Linked DNA regions of Mus musculus: region 2 is linked to region 1. Evidence: chromatin contacts called from public HiChIP or PLAC-seq data. All regions are on one chromosome and are shown on one strand. Each heading gives the region's core, a stretch centred on a gene start, on an enhancer-like site or on the middle of the called end of the contact. The rest is flanking DNA. Distances are from core to core; before and after follow the strand shown. Region 1 holds the start of Caprin2 (caprin family member 2). Region 2 overlaps Ipo8 (importin 8).

The links. HiChIP or PLAC-seq counts read pairs in DNA pulled down with a chosen protein or histone mark.
Region 2: an H3K4me3 HiChIP or PLAC-seq map of bone marrow-derived macrophages shows a contact between it and region 1, with 2.7 times the contacts expected there. The contact joins the enhancer-like site here to the promoter of Caprin2 in region 1. A contact is called at or near these places in 2 of 39 promoter capture datasets (liver and macrophages), 1 of 484 Hi-C or Micro-C datasets (nephron progenitors), 3 of 115 datasets of contacts at active chromatin or transcription factors (bone marrow-derived macrophages, embryonic stem cells and intestinal villus epithelium) and 3 of 9 other capture datasets (adipose tissue, liver and pancreatic islet).

The regions. Positions count from the first base shown.
Region 1 is chr6:148,893,950-148,899,731 of GRCm38.p6, forward strand. Caprin2 (caprin family member 2) reads right to left here and starts at 2,288. Exons shown (of 19, transcript NM_181541.4): 1 at 2,069-2,288; 2 at 988-1,207. The coding sequence starts at 1,164.
Region 2 is chr6:148,777,050-148,782,831 of GRCm38.p6, forward strand. It overlaps Ipo8 (importin 8), which reads right to left. Exons shown (of 25, transcript NM_001081113.1): 22 at 5,549-5,754; 23 at 154-354. Among named protein-coding and RNA genes, the nearest start is that of Ipo8, 52 kb to the right of the region's middle. Within about 2 kb of position 3,467, at least 1 of the 459 cell types and tissues checked has an H3K27ac peak or open chromatin away from gene starts, as enhancers often do. A contact at or near this core is called in bone marrow-derived macrophages, where this site is marked.

The DNA.
Region 1 (5,782 bases), core at 1,038-3,537:
GACCTTGCACTGACTAGTTCTCAGAGCTAAGGAACTTGTGCTGACCCAGGAACAACTTAGTAATCAAATGCCAAAGATGTATGGAAAAAGATAAACAGAAACAACTACCAGCCAGGGCTTCAGCACTAATTTCCAAAGCAAGGGAAGTACATATACCTCTCCACTATAAAATCAAAAACAAAAAACCTACCTGCCAGGCGGTGGTGGCTTGCCTCTTTATTCCCAGCACTCAGGAGGCATAGACAGATCTCTATGAGTTTGAGACCAGCCTGGTCTAGAGAGAAACCCTGACTCAAAAAACAAAAACAAAACAACCTTCCTAAGGTTTTACTAGGTTTTCAGCACAATATAGATCCAGATACTTATTCAGCTTTATCTGTCAAATGCAGATGAGAATCTCGACCCAACAATGCATCCCAAAGAACTGGGATGACTGGATCACAGGCTAAATGACTCAGGAAGTAAGAAATTATCTAATCTTTACCATACAACTAACTGTGATGTTAGGCTAGTAAGAATCCAAGTCTCTTTACAAAGCTGTCTACAATACTTTCACCAATCTTAAACTGGTATCTAGCAGTGGGGAAAAATAATAAATGCTGAAACACTTTCTGGCTCATGGTAAAATGCTTCCAGAGACTGCAGCAGCCATACTGCTGTATCACTTGCTACAGTCACAAGGAAAACGAACTAAACTATCAAGCTATTCCTTATCTAAGCTACAATAATATAACTCAAGAAATGCATCAGACCTATAATAGCCAACTCTTCAAATATTTCAAAAGCAATGTGTGAAGAATAGTTATTCAGCTGTGTCGGCAAACAGAGCAAACATTTAGCCTGGATGCTTAATTGTTCCCAGGCAACTAAGTCTCAAGGTCGATTAAACTTGCAAGAAGATCTATGTTCTCTGATATAAAGAATGTCGAATCCTTAACCTGGCTTATGGTAATGCACACTCAGGGATGGGAGGGGTAGAAAGGTTACCTTCTTCTTCTCGATGTTCCTAATTTTGTGTTTAAGGCATATAAGTCCATTATCAATATAGGTTTCATATGCCTGGGAAGGAGATGCAGCAGAACTGAGAGTAGACTGCAGGGGGCTCAGAGCCCGCTGGTTTTCCCCTTGCTGATCCTGGTTCACTTGGGACTTGGCTGACTTCATACTTCCCACTTTTCCCTCCTCTGAATGGCCGGCCTGAAGGTGACTGGTAACCGAAAAGGGATGGAGAGAGTTGCACCACTGAAACAGATGAGGCTAAAGGATGGGGGCAGGAGGAGTTAAGTACCAATGTAAACTAAAGGTGCACAACGAGGAGCTTCTTTAAAATGAAATGAAGTCAAAACATAACGTTGATTCAGACAGCGTACTTCCACTCCCCTACTAAGGTTAATTGACACAAGCAATAGCCAATAAAGACAGTCTATACGTAGGCAAAATTTACACTATAGGAATGTTTCCAGAAGTTCTATTCCCCACATGGAGAACTGCTAAGCAAGCGGAAGGCTTCTGATCTCATTCTGAATAATTTCTATGGTCGGGGGCGGAGGGTGAGGGTTGCAGCCACAACTTCAAGCTATCTCAAAGTCTACGTGAACCAAGTTTCTTGTACTAAATGACAACACTCTTTGACTGTCCAGGACCTAACCAAGTGCATCCCCCTGGACACTGCTGCCAAGTCTCACAAACTGTACGCCGAGGTGGCTTCCAGTTGTGTTTACAGTAACTCACAATCACTCACTCCTATACTGGCAAGCCTTCCGCTACCCGCACCAAGGAACCGGGAAACCAAGGAGTCGGACACTTCAACTCTATTCAGAAATCCTGCCCGTAAGGAGCAAGACCAGAGCTAGACAGCCCCTGGACACCATTGCTCGTTCAAGTGCCCCAAGGGCCCGAGTAGAGGAGCCCCAGTCAGGGTCACAGTCTAAGGGCCCACGCAGCCCACCAGACGCAGAGCGCTCTGCAAAGCCGCTGAGAAGCCCGACCCCAGAATGCTGGGGCACCACGCTTCTCCACCCCGCCGCGGCCGCGCAGACCCACCCACCCCGCCGCCGTCCTGCTTCACCTCCCCGGCTGCCTCCGAAAGCGCGCGGGAGTCCTGCGCGCTGCAAAGTGGGCGAACTCCACCCCGCACTCCCTTCTCCCCCCGCGTCCCTTCCTCCCGCCTCAGCTTAGCCTGCGGCCACCGCCGACAGTGCACCCAGCCAACTCCGCTGCTCGCGCCCAAGCTGTCCCCCTCAAGGCGCGCGCAACTTATGTAGGCCGCGCACGGCGCGACCACGCCCAAATCCCGCCTATTTCCGGTCCTCTGCCCCGCCCTCTAGCACGCGAGCTCCCCTCGGAGGCTTCGCCTTCCGGTGTCCCCTCCCACTCCCCTCTCGTGCGCTAGACCACCACAGTCCGCCCTTTTCCGGTACCCGGGACCTGCGAGGGACAGGTCCTTTCCGGTGCCCCTCTCTGCAAGCCTGCGCTTGGCGCGTACCTTCCCTGCGCTTCTCTGTTGCGCCTGAGGCTGGTGTGAGATACTGCACCTGGTAGCATGGATGGGCCCGCTTGTTTCAGCCAGCACTGGTGCAGATGATTTCAATTCTTGGAAAAGAGGCAGCAAGTCCTGCGCAGAATGACCAGATAAGCCAGCCTTCAGGCTCTAATGGTTTAAATGGGCACTTCTAAAATACAAGAGCACCCTTGCCCCACAGATGATTTTTCATTGTAGAATGAGTCAGAGGACTCAGCCTGTAAGAGCAGCAGAGTAGATGACTGCAGCCTTTGTAGTAGGAGGGTATGCGCCAAGGCTATGTGTCGCTATGAAGCAATTCATTTCATTGGCACTAAAAGAGTTGTTAAAATTATTTGTTGGGCCGGGCAGTGGTGGCGCACGCCTTTAATCCCAGCACTCGGGAGGCAGAGGCAGGCAGATTTCTGAGTTCGAGGCCAGCCTGGTCTACAGCGTGAGTTCCAGGACAGCCAGGGCTACACAGAGAAACCCTGTCTCGAAAAAAAGAAAAAAAAAACAACAACAAAAAAAAGTTATTTGTTGGGTTGCATAAAGTTAACAGAAAACAGGAAGAATGTCAGCTTCTGAAGGACTGGTGGTAGTTCCTGTATCAAATGAGGTTTTAGGGGTAGATTACTCCCTAATACCAGGGAGGCAGGAACAGACCTAAACAAAAAACACTACCTCATAAACTAAATAAAATAATAAAGTTAATAAATTAAAACTTGTGCCCAAGTATTTTACCAAATAGAATTGGTTTTAAGTCCTATCCTTGAGGCAAGGGTAATTATTTAGAACAGGGCAGTCAAAAGCATAATCAAGTAAATAAATGGAAAGTCTGGACAAGACCACCCAAAAATCACCTTGGCTTTGGCACTTCTTGTTACCTATTACATGTTTACCTGCATGTATGTTTATGTACATGGTTGCCTGGTTCCTGCTGTAGGTCAGAAAAGGGTGTTGGATACCCTGGAACTGGAGTTATAAACAGTTGTGAACCACCACGTGGGTGCAGGGAATTGAGCCCAGGGAGGGCCTGTGGAAGAGCAGCCAGTGCTCTTAACCACTGAGTCATCTCTCCTCCCTGTCCTATTATGTTCTTTAATGTTGTATTTTAGCTTTGAATCTCTGAACTATACCTGCAACTTGAATATTAGACAAACACTATGTTGTCTGTTTTCCTCATTTATAACTAGAGAAAGAACAGGCTGCTGAACTGACCAATAGACTTACCTTTTGCCACACAGAGTGGCCATGAAGCCTGTGATGAGCACACCTTCAGATAACTGAACTGACACATTTATATTTGCATATGCCTTTGTTGGCCTATGCTAATAATGAACCCAAAAATAATATTTCCAACCAGGGGTTGTGGCACATACCTTTACAGGCACACAACTCCCAGCACTCAAGAGGCCGAGGCAGGAAGATTATAAGTCTGAGGATAGCCTGAATCTCCAGATTTACCATAACTATCATTTGGGCCATTAGATTGAGATATAATCCTAACTACTCAATGGGAGAATTGCTAATAAATCTGTTAATTTATTTAATAACATGGGACATAGGCTGAATCAAGAGAAAATACAAAAGCACAAATAATTAAATTTCAGTTGCAATAAGGGTATAGTTTGTATAAGCTTGTAATAACACTAGTAAGAGAATACCCCCACAATAATGTTGCAGCAGTGTTTTCTGAAAATTAAAAAAGGAGAATGACATACACACACAAAAAAGGAGAATGAATTGGGAAAAACTCTCAACTTTTCATGCCAGCTCTTCAGCAGCCGAGGCAGGAGGATCACGAGATCTAGACCAGCTTGTACCACTTAGGTACAAAACAACAAACAGAAGAGAGGGGCTCACGGGAGTGAGGGTGGGGTACAGTGGTAGATTGCCTGCCTAGCATGTATGAGGCCTAGGATTCCATCGTCAGCACAACAGAATTGTAAATATGAATTTTAAAATAGGGCTGGAGAGATGGCTCATCGGTTAAGAGCACTGACTGCTCTTCCAGAGATCCTGAGTTCAATTCTCAGCTACCACATGGTGGTTCACAACCATCTGTAGTGGGATCTTATGCCCTCTTTTGTCTGAAGAGAACAATGGTGCACTCATATACATAAGATAAACAAGTAAATCTTAAAAAAAAAAAAAAAAGATTTTGAAAGTATTCAGAGATAGGGGCCAGAGAGGAAGCTCAGTGGTTAAGGGCAGCTCTTCCAGATGACCTGAGTTCAATTCTCAGCATTACAAGAGGGCTCACAACTGTCTGTCTGTAATTCTGTCTTCTGCCTTCTGTGGGCACTAGGCATGCATATTGTTCAGAGACACATATGCTGGCAAAAAGATAACCTCATACACATAAAATTTAAAAAAAAAAAAAAAAACTTTTGCCAGGTGTAGTGGGGCAGCTTATAACCCCAGTACTCTAGGAAATAGAGGCAGATCACTGTGAGTTCAAGCTAGTCTGGTCTATATAAAGAGCCCCAGATCAGCCAAGATTTCATAGTGAGACCCTGTTGCAAAACAAAACAAAACAATGATAGGAATAATAAATAAATCCTTTGGGGGGGGGAAGATATACCCCTAGAATCTTTAGGCTGATGTTTCATTTTCCCTTCCTCAGTTCCTTATTTTTTCATAATTTTTTTTTTTGTCTCATCAATTGGGAAGTAAACTCAGAGTTTACCATGAAATTATTATATTCCAGATGAGTAAAAAATGTCACTTTTAATCAATGAGGAAAGAACATATTCAATGCATTCAATAAACACTTGTTGGACACCTGCAGTGCTAGGTCCACCCCTATAAATGTCAGTCACTGAGACAACCCAGCACCAGCCCATATGGAATTGAGCAGGGATTCATAAAAGTTGCAAGTAAGGCTGGGTATTGCTTCACATGCCTTGAATCCCAGCACTTGGGAGGCAGAAGCAGCAGGATATCTATGAGTTAGTTCAAAGCCAGCCTAGTCTACATTGTGTGACCCTAGCTCAAAAACAAAAACAAAACAAAACAAAAAAGAACCTACAGGTATAAAAAACTAAAGTGTTTGTTTGTTTGTTTGTTTGTTTGTTTGTTTGTTTTTTAATGTGTGCAAGTGTTTTATGTGGGTGGTACCCTCAAAGGCTGGATAGAAGAGGGCTTCAGATTCCCTGGAATCTGAACATACAGACAGTTATGAAGTGCCATGTAGGTGTTAGGAATCAAACTTAGGTCCTCTGCATGAGCAGTCAGTGTCTCCAACACTGATGCTAAAGTGAATTGTTTTGTTTTGTT
Region 2 (5,782 bases), core at 2,217-4,716, 120 kb before region 1:
TATTTCTAAAACAAAAGATAAAAATGTAAAAGTCTATACCAATATGGGGGCAGATCCCAAAACAACTTCTACTAGGAAGAAATTAAAGATGTTTAAAAGAATTATCTTCAAGTTTGGGGAATGGGGCCAGGGGGATGACAAGTGAAGACATACTCAGCAGAGCTTGTGTAAAAAACTGGTATTCATCCACACTGTTGTCCAGGTCCAGTGGGGTGCTGAAGCCCTCGAGGGCTGTCTCCTCCAGCACTTCTTCATCCCAGTCGTCATCATCCTCCTCCTCACTTCTGCCAATTTGTGACTGCATAGCTTGAGCACTCACACTTGTCTCTTCCTCCTCCTCACTTGAAATCTCCTCTGTGGAGTAAAAGGATGAAAAACAAGGATTACAAAAAAATTCTGGAAATACGAGACCACGACAAAATCTATCTACAATTATAAACTTTCATCTTTACTGCAGTGGACTGACTGGCTCACGCTCTTCACTCAGTGGCTCTGACTGAACACTGCTAATGCTGCACCATGGTCACCCTAGTCAGGTCCAAGTACTGATTAACTGCAGAGTCCCCGTGTTCTTCTGATGGGAAGAGGAGCAGAATGGTCCCCCATCCATGTGTGTTTTCAGCAGCAATGACTTCAACTCTCTTAATCATTAAGTAAACAATTATGAAGTGCTCTGAAATCCACCCCCCCCAGGGGTCATTTCTGCTAACACAAATAGTAACGATGCAAACATGTCAAGAAAAATAAAGTGCTTGGCTGTTTGAAACTTGAAAAGTTAAGCCATGGCTGTAGTGACAGCTCTGTCAGTAAGGAGTGCACACTGCAAGTGTGAGGGCAACCCATAAAACCCATATTCAAAACAAAAACACAACACAACACAAAACAACACAAAACAAACCTGCCAAACATGGCGGCATGGCTTGTAATCTGAGTGGATCTCTAGGCCTGCCCTCTATTCACCTAGCCTAGACTACTTGGTGAACCCCAAAGTAATGAGAGACTCTGTCTCAAAAATAAACAACAACAACAAGAAGCAAGCAAGAGAGATAATGTCTTAGGAGCAACACCCGAGACTGTCCTCCAGCCTTCTCATAGACACGCACACGTGTGTATGTGGCACATGAAAACACACTCAAAAAGGAAGCCAAAATACATGCCACCCAATTTCAGTTCTGCTTTGTTCCAAGAGGTTAGGCAGGAATTGCAGCTGGATATGAAGCCATTGGGGAGCACAAGCACTACAAATCGACTGAGAGAAAAAGCCCAGAACCAACACGACCAAAGCAACAATCCTTTAAAATCAGTCCCACAGAATATGCCACATTGAGCCAGGCTTGACCTTGAGAGGCTGATGCAGGAGGGTCAGGAGTAGTTCAAGGCCAGCATTAGCTACATAGTGAGTTCGAGGCCACCCTGTCTCAAAAAAAAAAAAAAAAAAAGTCATACCAAAATGCACAAACTAGTTAGCAAGTATCCAAACAGTAAATGGGCAATGGATCTGAACTGACACTTTACAAAAATGAATTAGTACAAATGACCAAAAAATGTGGGAAAACATTAAACAACAGTAGCCATCAGGGAAATGCAACTCAACGTTTAGTTTCCATTTCAGCCCTGTCAGAATGGCAGTCATTAAGAAAACAAACAATAGGGGCTGGAGTGATGGTTCAGTGGTTCAGAGTACTGACTGCTCGGCCAAAGGACCCAGGTTCTATTCCCAGCACACATATGGGGGCTCACAACCATTCATAACTCCAGTTCTAGGGAGTTCTCTTCTGACCTCTATGTACTCTTAGACAAAAAAATAAATACATCTTTTAAAAAAATTAAAAAGTAAACAATAAAAAATGCTGGTGATAATGAGAGAAAAAGAGAAGCCTTCTTCTTCACTATTGGGAATGTGAACCAAGCCAGCCATTGGAAAGTTAGTAAAGAAAATTGTTCAAAAAAATTAAAAATAAAACTTTTAGCCAAGTGTGGTGGCTCAGGGCTATAGTCTCAACACTTAGGAGACAGAGGTAGGAGGATCACTGTAAGTTCAAAGCAACTCTTCACCTACATAGTGAGTTCTAGGACAGCGATAGCTACATAGCTTGTCTCAAAATTCCAAATCAGGCTGGTAAATGCACTTGCCAAATATGCCTGATGACCTGAGTTCAATCCCTAGGGCCCTCATAAAGGTAGCAGACACACACACACAAATTAAAATTTTTAAAATATACTTTTGAAGAACACCGAAACCAACCAACCAATCAGTCAATATTCCATATGATTCAGATATATCATTTATGGATAAATACCTAAAGAGTCAAAGCCACCTACTACAGAAATATCTACATACCCACGTTCATGGCAGGCATCAGTATTCACAATAGCCAAACAATGACATCAGCTTAGGTGTCCCTCAACAAATGAGTGATAAAGAAACTATGGCAAAAATAATAACATAACTCAGAGACAAACACATGCCTGTAATCACAGTACTAGTGAGGCTGAGACAGGAGCATTCCTGTGTGTTTGAAGCCAACCAGAGCTATGTAACAAGACCATACCTAAAAAGAAAAAAAAAAGAGAGAAAGGAAGGGAGGAGGTAGTAAAGAATGAAAAGGGAGAGAAGAAATAGAGAGGAGATGTATGAACACAAAGCCATAAAGAATGAAGGCTATCACTTGCAGGAAACAGATACACTGGAGACCATTATGGCCAGTGAAACAAGCCACCTCACGAAAAGGTATCACTTTTTCCCTTAGTAGATGTACCAGGAGTGGGAAGAACAGTAAAGAGGAAATATTCAGAGTGTGGAGACAATGGGGAGGAGATGAGGATGCCCAGGAATGGTGGCATTGGTCACATCCTGGCATATGCTTGTACAGAAATACCTCAATGAAACATCCGCCCTAACAATCATATGCTAATAACAATAAGTAAGAGCCAGGCTTAGCAGCATTGGGCTGTAATCCCAGAGCTGGGAATAAAAGGGCAGGAGGGTCATGAGTTTGGGACCAGCCTAACTGAACACCAAGTCTGACAGCAGCTTGATCTTGGACTCCCCAACCTTCAAAGCAATGATAAAGTTTCTGTTGTTCTAAGTTGTTGTCGAATATCAAGTGACTCACACAGCACAGTTCTACCCAAGACCTTCCCAAGAGTAAAAACAAGAAAAGATTGACAAGGTAGCTTTATGGATAAAGCCAGAAACCATGGTTTGGAAACAAACAGATGGCACAGATATAATTACAAAGATAGAAAAGACACCTAGGCTGGTTCATCATTATACTTCAGTAAGAAAGTCAACATGTCTGCAGCATTCCCTCTCAACCATACTAGTTATGGGACAATAAATAGTTTAAAAAGCAAGAAATTATAAAGAAAGATAATATGCTGAAAAATAAATCTATAGCTTTTAGCATATGTTTATTCAAAGGAGGAAATGGGAGGATAGGAAAGAAAGAGGAAGTCACTTCACATGATCTACTTAAGCTTGCAGAAAAGTCAGAAGTTGTATTCATGCTAAGGTGGGAGATGCATGGTTTAAAATTCCTTATATATTAACAACATAGGATGATTCCTATTTATTGATGAAAAGTATCTTAAATTTAAACTCATGGAAATCACAGAATTTAGCATGCAAAATATAGGTGTACATTTTATAGAAATTCTGATTTTTCATAATTAACAAGTGTCTGGTCTGGTTTTTTTTTCTTCTGTTTTTTTTTTTTTCCGGGGGGGGGGGGAGGTTTGAGGGTTTGTTTTGTTTTTTTGTTTTTGAGACAGGGTTTCTCTGTGGAGTCCTGGCTGTCCAGGAACTCACTCTGTAGACCAGGCTGGCCTCAAACTCAAGAGACCTGCCTGCCTCTGCCTCCAGAGTACTGGGATTATAGATGTGTGCAACCACCAGCCCAGCTCAAAGTTTCTGTTTTTAATAAGAAAAAACAATTTCACTTGGAGCTGGATAATGAAACTTCTGTGCCCTCAAAAGTTGTTTTCAGTCCTATTATTGGATAAATAACCATGTAATATTCTTTGTTTTGTTTGTTTGCAACAGGGTCTCTCCGTGTAGCCCTGACTATCCTACAACTCCCTGTGTAGACCAGCCTGGCTTTGAATTCACACAGATGTGCCTACCTCTGCCTCTCGAGTGCTGGTATTAAAGGTGTGCACCAACACACCAGGCTCCATCAAACATCCTTGACACTGACAACTACTTTTGAAGTACTAGAGATCAAATTCCAGGCATTGTACATGCTAGGTAAGTGCTCTACTACTGAGCTGGCCCCAATGGTAACAACCTTACCCTGACCGTTTCTATTGTGTTTATATATCTGTGTGCCTGCACTGGTGTGCAAGTTACAGTACAAATAGCAGGAGTCAGTTCTGCCCTTCGGCCATGTAGGTTCTGAAGCTTGAACCCAGGCCATAAGGCTTGGCAGCAGCACCTTTACTCACTGAAACATCTTGCCAGCCCCGTGATTCTTGATTGCTAAATTGCCTGCATTCATGCATTTTATTCTAAGTTTCTTTAAACCTTAAATATCTCGAGATTATAATTTTTGAAGATGAACTGCCTAAGAACCACTAAGAAAGGCATCAATCTCTATAAACTCTTGGACTGACACTGTACACTTAATCTAGGGAGTCATCAGTTAATGGTAGCTACCTTAAGTGGCAAACATGAAAGTAAATCTTAAGTTGCTAACTCATAATCAAGACCATCTGATTCTCTTACATGTAGACTTATCAAGAGAAAACCATTTTTTCTAGGCTCCATCTAGAAGTCACAGAGATTTTTAAATGTATCCCTCATAAAATTTATAAGTCACTCAAGCCCCAGTTTAAATGTGTCAAAGGTCAAAGAATGGCAATCTGTCTAATGACTCCAAAATTCAAAGAAAACACATACTGAAATCAAAATCCAAGCCAGAAATGATAGTGTATACACACAGTCCCAGTACACAGAAGTATAAAGCAGGGATATCATAAGTTAAAGCTAGTCTGAGCTACAAAGCAAGACCTGTGTCAGTGAGATGGCTCCAGACGTGAAAGAAAGCACTTGCTCCCGGGCTGAGTTCAATCCCCAGGACTCACGTGGTAGAAGCAGAGAACCAACTCCTGCAAACTGTTCTGACATCCACACACATGCACACCCAAACAAGTGTGTGACAAGTGTGTGTGTGTGTGTGTGTGTATGTGTGTATGTATATATATATATATATATATATATATATATATATATTTTTTTTTTTTTTTAAAGCAAAATCTGGGGCTGGAGAGATAGCTCAGTGGTTAGGAGCAGTGGTTGCTCTTGCAGAGGACCCAGGTTTGGTTCCTAGCATTAGATGGTGGCTCACAGCAATCTGAACTCCAGTTCTAGGAGATTCTACACCTTCTTCTGGCTATAGAGGCTCCAGGCACATGTGTGGCACACATACATACATGGTGGCAAACACTCAGACACATTAAATAATTTAATTTTCATAATAAGTTAATAATAAACTAGCTTTTAAAAGCAAAATCAACTATAGTACAAATTATAAGTAGAAGACTTTACCATTTTCCTCTATGTCGACTTTCTCTGCTTTTGAGTGATTTTCACGGTTTACCGTTTGTCGTGTAGCACAGACCTGCTTCAGGCCAAGGAAAAGGAAGAGAATGGAGGGGAGGATCTGTGCAGCCACAGCATCCACGGCAGGAGGTCGGTTCTGCAGCTCCAAGAGCACACTCAGTCCTATTATACACATCTTCCGGTCATGGTGTCTGCAAAACGTGGAAAACGTGCAGAAGC